3 separate regions of the Sus scrofa genome follow, and all the other regions are linked to region 3. A link is a contact called in public HiChIP or PLAC-seq data. All regions are on one chromosome and are shown on one strand. The core of a region is the stretch at or near the end of the contact, and the rest is flanking DNA. Distances in the headings are between cores, read along the strand shown. Region 1 holds the start of ZBTB45 (zinc finger and BTB domain-containing protein 45). Region 2 holds the start of ZNF8 (zinc finger protein 8). Region 3 holds the start of RPS5 (40S ribosomal protein S5).

Region 1 (2,830 bases), core at 67-2,566, 110 kb before region 3:
CGAGGGGTGGAGTGTGGTTTCTCCTCCTGCCTTCCGCGTTCCTTCTGGCCAGGTCGTCATCTCACCCTCATCTGCTAAGAGCTTTCCTGAAGCCACCCTTGTCCTCTCCTTTCTAAATCTGTCTCCTCCTGGCAGTGTCTGCTGCCCCTCTAGTCCACTGTCCTCCCCAGGGTCCTTTAGACAGGCAGATGGGAGTGTGGTCCTCCCTCTCCCCTACCCCCACCCCCGACAGTGGGTCTCACCCACCTCACCCAAGGGAGGGCCACCCTCCCTCCTCAGAGACCTCACACATGCCCTTCCACCTGCCCTAGTGTTGTTCCCGTCATGTGTCTGGGTGGTTGGTTCCCCCTCTCACCCCTCCCTGCCCACCAAGTCCCTCTGCTGGTGGGATGGGTGGATGAGACCTACCTAATAAACGCTGGTAAGGCAGAAATAAAATATTTAGCAAGAGACAGGCAATGGGAAAGTCTTCATTAGATGGAAAGACAGTGGTGTTTATCAGACACTCCCCGTGTGGAGGCCCTGAGTCTCTGGCAGTTGTATTTGCGTTGCTGTTGCTTAACATATTACTACAAACCCAGTGGCTTAAAACATCATTCATTAGCTCACTGTTCTGTAGATTAGAAGCCCAGGTAGCATCCTCTGCTTGGGTCTCACAAAGGCCACCATCAAGCCGTGGGCAGGGCTGGGCTCCTATCTGGGAGCTCTGGGGAAGTGTCTCCTCCCAGCTCAGTTAGTCTGTTAGCAGAACCCAGTGCCATGCACTTGTAGGACTGAGGTCCTTATTTTCTTGCTGGCTAGCTCCACGGCTCTTCTCAGACCCTAGACCCCACCACCAGCCCCATATTCCTTGTCACGTGGCCCCCCCACCTTCCAAGCCCTGGAGTCCCTTCTCCTACTTCAAGTCCTTTTCTGCTTCTGCCTTTAAGGACCCTAGTGATTCCCTTGGGCCCATCCACACAATCCAGGGCCTTCTCCTTATTTAAACTCAGTTGATTAGTAATAACCTTAATTATGTCTACTATGGGAGTTCCCATTGTGGCTCAGTGGTAAGGAACCCAACCCGCATCCATGAGGAGGTAGGTTCGATCCCTGGCCTCTCTCAGTGGGTTAAGGATCCAGTGTTTCCGTAAACTGTGGTGTAGGTCACAGGCACGGTTTGGATCCGGTGTTACTGTGGCTGTGGTGCAGGCCGGCAGCCGTAGCGCCGATTTGATTCGATTCGACCCCTAGCCTGGGAACTTCCGAATGCTGCACCTGCGGGCCTTAAAATACACACACACACACACACACACACACACGCATATGTATATATATACTATTCAGGTTCTGGGGAGCTGGACACGGAATCTTGGGCCATTTTTAGGACTGTCACTTAATGCCCACAATCATAGAGAATTGGGCCCAGGGCAGAGTAAAGCAGCTTTGGAACCTATACACCTGTGTGGGTTATACTGGCAGCAGCTGTCTGTTAAGGTGAAGGACACAGATGAACCTCTGGCCTCACAGCGGAGGTGGGCACAGCAAGGAGTCTGTGAAGCCAGAGAGGAATGAGCAGGAGAGGTGGATGGAGGAGAAACAATGACCTGGGTAGGCCATCCCGAGGGAGTTGCTTTCTGTACAAGGACAACGAGGCCATGAGACCCAGATTTTAATGAGGTACCTCAGGGCAAGGGTGCTGCTGGGGACAGTGTTTTCCCTCCTGGCATGTCCCCTCCCTTCAGCACATCTACAATACAGCTGTTCAGCAGCTGCCTGACGCGAGACACAGGCACTGTGACCTTGTCCCTATACTGGCTCGACGCTGGATTCCGCCCCTGCTGCACAAAAAATAGGGTCCGCTGAGGTTCCGTGCTGCCCCCGCTTTAGTCCCCATGAGCAGGGCATAAGACCCAGTCAACCCACCCGTGCAACCTCACCGTCTAACGGGGCTGGTTCTTGGTTGTCTTGGACAGCCACCCCATCTCAAGGCCCTGGCACCCAGGCCGTTCCTCTGCCCAGGGAGCTCTTCCCAGATTTTGTTCCCTAAAGTTTTGTTCCCTTACGGTTTGGGGAGTCTGGCTGCTCCACACGCTCCTGGCAGAGGTACCACTCATCTCATCCCCGCACTCCCTTTCTTTTCTGAGTCGCGGCCCAGAGTGTGGCATGCAGAAAGCATCCGGTGAACATTGACTTGTTCCCTACTCGCCCAGGGGCAAGTGGACCTGGTGTGCAGGGCACCTTCACCTTCTACCCGGGACCCAGGCTCTGGGCCAAATGGGCGTGGCGTCAGCGCCCAAATCCCACTCGCAGCCTCCACGGCCCACGAGAGGCTGGAGATTGACACCAGAGACGAGTCCTACTGCTGCTGCCATGGGTACAGAGCCGGGGTGCACTGGGCTTCAAGCCTGCCTGGACCTGCCCGAAACTTGGGGCAGACCACTCACCCACCCTCGCTCCGACCCCGCAGCACACGTGCAGGGGCGTGGCTCGCAGATTGATGGCTCCGCCCCCATCCCGTTTCTGAGGCGACGTTGCCCGGTTGCCCCAGCTCCCGCGACGTCGGTTCCGACTCGGAGGAGGGCCGGAAGTGCGTCCTGGCGGCGGCGGCTGATCTCCATGGAAACGCCGGAAACGTGCTGTGACCTAGCGTCTCCACGCGCCGCAGCGGCTGCGGACTTTGGTTCCGCCGGCGTTGCGGCCCGGAAGTGCGGCCTTGGAGGTGCTGAGCTTGAGGCGGCCACCGCCCGGCCTGGTGCCTGAGGAGGAGCCGGAGGTGGGGTCAGGCGGGCATCCCCCTGCCGCAGGGCCGGCGGGGAGGTCGGGGCGTGTCAGGGGAGGGGCGCCCGCG
Region 2 (2,700 bases), core at 96-2,595, 73 kb after region 3:
ATCTTCTCAAAGTCCTCATCCCTCAAAATACTCCAGGTAACATCCCATCACTTGGCCTGCTTAAGCAAGAATCCTGTTTCAGTTCAGTTCAGCAAGAATTACCCCCCAACCTCCTGTAAATCCCCACTTTTTCTTGTATTTGGAATTAAGCGCAGTTCTATACTGAAGTCTCTTTTCCCCTATTGCGACAGTTCCCGAACACATTCTGTTCTTACTGCTTTAACTGCTGTCCAGCTCTGGTGTTCTGTGACATGGCTCACTCCCTGCCCCCGACTCCCAGCCACAGCAAAGTAAACTAAGGCCCGGTTGCCTGTCTCATCAATCTGCAACAACACATCTCTCAACACGTGCACATCCGCATACCAAATCTGAAATAAATGCAAATCCCCATGGACAACAATAAAAAAAAAGTCCAGGCGCTTCAGGAATTACGACTTTCTTTAGGCTCCTGCCACGTGGAGAAAGCACTATGCGGAGAACACAGGCAGCGGACACTTTGTCCAGAAACGCTGGAGCTTCGAATCAGGCGCCTTCCCAGATGGCCTTCCGAACAGGCTGCCGAGAACTGCAGTCCCCGCCAGCCCTGCAGGAGCCCTGTATCGCTCCTGCCCCACAAACGCGGTGTGTGATCCCCTGTCCTCACCCCCGGAGACTGCGTCCCGGCCACAGGCTGGGGGCTTCGGGCAGCGGGGCTCTGTTTGGGGGTCGGTGGACTCCGCCCGCGGGAGCATCTCTACGCCAGTTTCTATTACCCTTCCGCAGAGCGGTCGGCCTTCGGGACCGGGGGAAGGGTGTCGAGGGGGCGAGCCTGGTCCTCAGGAACCACCCAAAGTCGCATCCTGGAACCGGAAGGCCAGAGGCCCGGGAAGCATGCGCACTCGAGGACTGGAAGGCCCGGGTTCGAAGCCCGACGCCCTTCTTAACCAGCTAGGTTGGTCCGAGCGCCCCAACCGGGGCTTCCGTCTCCCAGTATATCCAGGGGTTGGGGCTCTAACGCCCGACCCCGCTCCGTGCGCTGCGAGGGCTAAAGGGTCATTATCTGTGGTAGACGCCCTGCCCGGGCCCGCTGCCGTCGTTGTTATTGTTACTATTATTGTTACGGCCTACCTGAAGCCGTTCCTCCGGGGGACCCGTAGCCATCGCCAACGCCGCTGCTTCCTCCTCGGGGTCCATCCTGGGCAGACAGGTGAGGACAGGAACCCTTGGCGACTCCGAACCCAAGAGCCACCCCCCAACAAGGATTTGGGGAATCGCTGCCCGGGGACAATGGCGGCTGCGCGGGCGACGCTGCAAATACAGCTCCCAGAAGGCCGAGCGGCGCCAATGGAAACCTTCGTTCCTGGAGCCTTGACCAATGGGAGCTTCCTGGCGCATGCCCTTCGGCCAAGGGGGCTGTCCCGACTGCGGGCCAATGGGAGCATCCGCTCGCCGGCTTCCCGCCAATGGGAGCCTCAGGCGGGCGTGCAGCGGGACTGGTGGGTGGAGGTCCTCCGGAGTCGTTACGGTGTTGAGGTCTCAGATCTCCCAGCCCACCCTTCCTGGCAGCCTTGCTCTCGGGTGCCCCCGCGCCCATCTATCAAACACCGGATTGCACCCTGGAATGCGACCGCCCAGGTTGAAATTCCGGCCTGCCTTTCCCAGTTGGAAATGCACAGGAGACCTGGGGCTTTTTTTTTTTTTTTTTTTTTTTTGTCTTTTTGCCATTTCTTGGGCCGTTCCCGCGGCAAATGGAGATTCCCAGGCTAGGGGTCGAATCGGAGCTATAGCCGCCGGCCTACGCCAGAGCCACAGCAACGTGGGATCCGAGCCGCGTCTGTGACCTACACCACAGCTCACGGTAATACCGCATCCTTAACCCACTGAGCAAGGCCAGGGATAGAACCCGCAACCTCATGGTTCCTAGTCGGATTGCATTAGCCACTGAGCCACGACGGGAACTCCTGGGGCTTTTCTTGTTTCTCTCTGGCTCGTATACTGCCATTATGCTTAAAACATTTTTATGTTTCAAAATATAAGAACATTTTGTTAATAAAACCGGTTTTAAAGGGCTACCAACTGGGAGGGACACATTTTCTGAGCGCTGATCAACTTGTTTCTCTATTTGGGCTGTTCCCTTTGCAATGGGTCATTTCTGTGGGTCTGTTGGAGTCTATTAAAAAGTTGATTTGAGGAGTCCCCTTAGTGGTGCAACAGCAAGGAATCCGACTAGGAACCATGAGGTTGCCGGTTCTATCCCTGGAGTCGCTCAGTGGGTTGAGGATCCGGAATTGCCGTGAGCTGTGGTGTAGGTCACACAGACGTGGCTCCGATCCTGTGTTGCAGTTGCTGTGGTGTAGGCTGTCAGCTTCGATTGGACCCCTAGCCTGGGAACCTCTATATGCTGCAGGTGCAGCCCTAAAAAGCAAAAAAAAAAAGTTATTTGGGAGTTCCCCTTCATGCTGCAGCAGAAATGAATCCTACTAGGAACCACGAGGTTGCAGTTTCCACCTCTGGCCTCCCTCAGTGGGTTAAAGACCCTGGGTTGCCCCAACTAGGTCTCATATGCCACTTGAATCTCCCTGTGTTGTGGTTGTGGCCCTGGTGTAATAGGGCAATTCCAGCTCCCACTCGACCCTTGGCCTAGGAACTTGCATGTGCCACAGGTGCGGCCCTAAAAAGACCAAAAAAAAAAAAAAAGGTTTATTTGGAGTTCCCTGGTGG
Region 3 (2,700 bases), core at 111-2,610:
CACCACTGAGTCTGAAGCTAGCCCACATCCTGAAAAATAAGAAGTCACCAAGAACCAAGGAAAGCTGCAAACATCTGGGTCCACTTTGTTGAGCCTTAGAAAAACCACTCATTTCTCAGCAAGAAACATCCGTCTCTCACCCAGGAATTCCGAGGCCAAGAGTTGGCAGGCACGCTTTCAACAGTTGCAGTGAAGCCCAGAATGGGCAGACGAGACCAAATGCACTGACTTGGCGTTAAAATCCCAACCATCTTCAAGAGCTCTGGGACCTTAGAAAAGTCTATAAACCGCTTTAGGCTCAGCTTACAAAGTAACACGGAAAAGATTCAATAGTAGTAATTCTGCGCTTTATCAACGCAAGGGCTGAAGTTGGTTTCTGACCCCAAATAGGGACTAAAGGCTCCTATCTAGGAAAAACCCTGCATACTGCACCTAAAAACAACAGCTACTTCCTACATGTAGTACAATTGTAGAGGCAAAGCCAACATTCTCCGGTCCGCCGTGGGGCAAGGCTACGGCGGCGGCGGGGCTACCGGGAGCCAACAACGGGGCAAAAGTAACTTCCCCCGCGCCACTATTTGTGTCCTTCCAGGGGAAGCTCAAGAGGTCGGGGCTCACACACGACTTCCGGAAAACTCTGGTTTGGTCCTCGGACCCACAAATCCCCGAGACCCTTACCTAAGACCGCGGCTGAGGCGTCTCTACCGCTTGGCGTGGACCACGCGCCGCCCTGGCACAGACAGGAAGAGGCCGTGCGCAGCGGTCCAACGATTTTAAGTGAGGCGATAACTTCCGGGTCAGCAAAAGTAGCGCGTGCGCAGAACAACACGGCATATCCATAGACCAATCCGGAGCAGGGATGCAAAGGCGCCCTTTGGGGCTGACAGAACACGTAAACGCTCGGCGCATGCGTACTTGCAGAAGCGAGCCCAAAGGTGCTCTTGGCGGATGTCCGACTTCCAGCTCTTGCCTGTTCGCGGCGAGGCTAGGGTGGAGGGGGACGCTGCACAGGCGCAGAGGTCTCTATGAGGTCAGCGCCGCCATGTCTAATGTGGGCAGAAGTCTGGCCAGCGCTCGCCGCTATACCAGCACCACAAGTTGTGGGCTCCGGCGGCTTAGTGGTGTTAGGGCATTAAGACAGCTCTCTGCTGTAGTCCCTACCCGAGGCGGATGAGCAGGCATCACTTACGGTTCTCCTCTGCTATACTCGCGCGGTCGGTCGGCTTGGGGCCTGAGCTTCCAAGAGGGGACCCCTTGCTTCACCCCATGCCAGGGTCCTCCACCATTCTCCCTGTCTCCCGCCCGGTCACTGCACGCGGATGAGCCTCCGGGAGGAGCCCTGGAGGAGGAGACTGGAGAACAGCCTCTGCCTTTTTTTTTTTTTTTTTTTTTTTCTTTTTAGGGCCACACCCAAGGCATATGGAAGTTCCCACTCTAGGGGTCTAATCCGAGCTACAGCTGCTGGCCTGAACCACAGCCACAGCAACAGGGGATCTTAGCTGCATCTGCGACCTGCACCACAGCTCCCAGGCAACGCCGGATCCCCGACCCAACAAGCAAGGCCAGGGATCAAACCCACATCCTCATGGATAGTAGTCAGAGTCCTTTCCACCAGCCCACCTGGGAACTCTCCTCTGCCCTTTTTGATCCAGCTGGGGCCTGCGCTGGTGAGGTCACTGGCATAGTGCAGGTTGAGCACAGTGGTGGGTACACTGCCTGCTCTGCAGCCCATGACCACAGTGGTCAGCATGGAGCATATGTTAGGCCCAGACGTGAAGCTGTGCTGGGATGTGAGTGCCTTCCTGGCTGGCCTGGCAGAGGCAGCCACCATTGTAGCTGCTCACCACTACTGGGCTGATAGCAGGGAGCTGCATCTGGCAGAGCAGTTTCCATGAGGCTCCTCACCTTCCCGTACCCACCTTAGCCTACAAGGGTGGGGGATTCTCCTCTCAGACTGAAGAGCCCCAGCCACCTGAGCCTGGTGGTCCTTCATTTGTCCCCAGCAACCCCACATGCTCACCCTCGGGGCTTGCCAAATTGCAGGTGCTCAGATGCTTCCAGGTTTGTTGACTGATTGTAAAGGTACTCACGGCATATTAAGGCCTGCCCCTACCCCTAACCCAATTCCAGGTTTCAGACCAGAAACTCTGGGCCCTCTTGGACTGTCATCAGTCACCATTTATGCCACTGCTCAGGGCAGGAAGCTGTTCTGGGCAGGGGGTTAGATCCTCAGCCCCGAGAAGCCAAGGCCCCATTCCCGGCGGCCTGTGGTCTCCATGGCCTGTGCAGAGCAGCAGCCTTGGGGCTCTCACTAGGTCTGTGGGGACAGGGAGAGTCTAAGTCAGCCTCTTCCGGGTCCTAGAAGGTCACTCTCTGATTCTTGGGGGCTCTCCCTGGTCCTAGAGGAGTCATCAGGTGGGGTGCTGGCTGGAGGAAAACAGGGAGGCTGGGAATAGGCACCAGACACCCTCACAGGAGGGCCTAGAAGGGTCCCCCAACCCTGGCCCTTTCTCCTCAAAAGCTGAGGGGGTCCACCTGTCTGAACCTCAGCTTCCCATCAGTGTGGAAATGGGAATGAAGTCAGATAAGGCCCGCTTGCTGTCTGTGGTTCTTGGACTACCGGAGGTCACTTGAAATGGCTATCTTCATTGACCTTGCGAGAGGGACCCGCCGTGCAACGGAGGGCAGGAGGGAGGTCCC

What was found. HiChIP or PLAC-seq counts read pairs in DNA pulled down with a chosen protein or histone mark.
Region 1: an H3K27ac HiChIP or PLAC-seq map of alveolar macrophages shows a contact between it and region 3. The contact joins the promoter of ZBTB45 here to the promoter of RPS5 in region 3. A contact is called at or near these places in 1 of 5 promoter capture datasets (fetal liver), 5 of 47 Hi-C or Micro-C datasets (blood, fetal skeletal muscle, heart right ventricle and 2 more) and 2 of 2 datasets of contacts at active chromatin or transcription factors (alveolar macrophages and skeletal muscle).
Region 2: a contact with region 3 is called in an H3K27ac HiChIP or PLAC-seq map of alveolar macrophages. The contact joins the promoter of ZNF8 here to the promoter of RPS5 in region 3. A contact is called at or near these places in 2 of 47 Hi-C or Micro-C datasets (embryonic fibroblasts and epiblast stem cells) and 1 of 2 datasets of contacts at active chromatin or transcription factors (alveolar macrophages).

The regions. Positions count from the first base shown.
Region 1 is chr6:63,081,435-63,084,264 of Sscrofa11.1, reverse strand. ZBTB45 (zinc finger and BTB domain-containing protein 45) reads left to right here and starts at 1,316. Exons shown (of 3, transcript XM_021097384.1): 1 at 1,316-2,755.
Region 2 is chr6:62,893,262-62,895,961 of Sscrofa11.1, reverse strand. It overlaps ZNF8 (zinc finger protein 8), which reads right to left and starts at 1,345. Exons shown (of 5, transcript XM_005664944.3): 1 at 1,108-1,345. The coding sequence starts at 1,173.
Region 3 is chr6:62,966,615-62,969,314 of Sscrofa11.1, reverse strand. It overlaps RPS5 (40S ribosomal protein S5), which reads right to left and starts at 1,360. Exons shown (of 6, transcript XM_003128133.4): 1 at 679-1,360.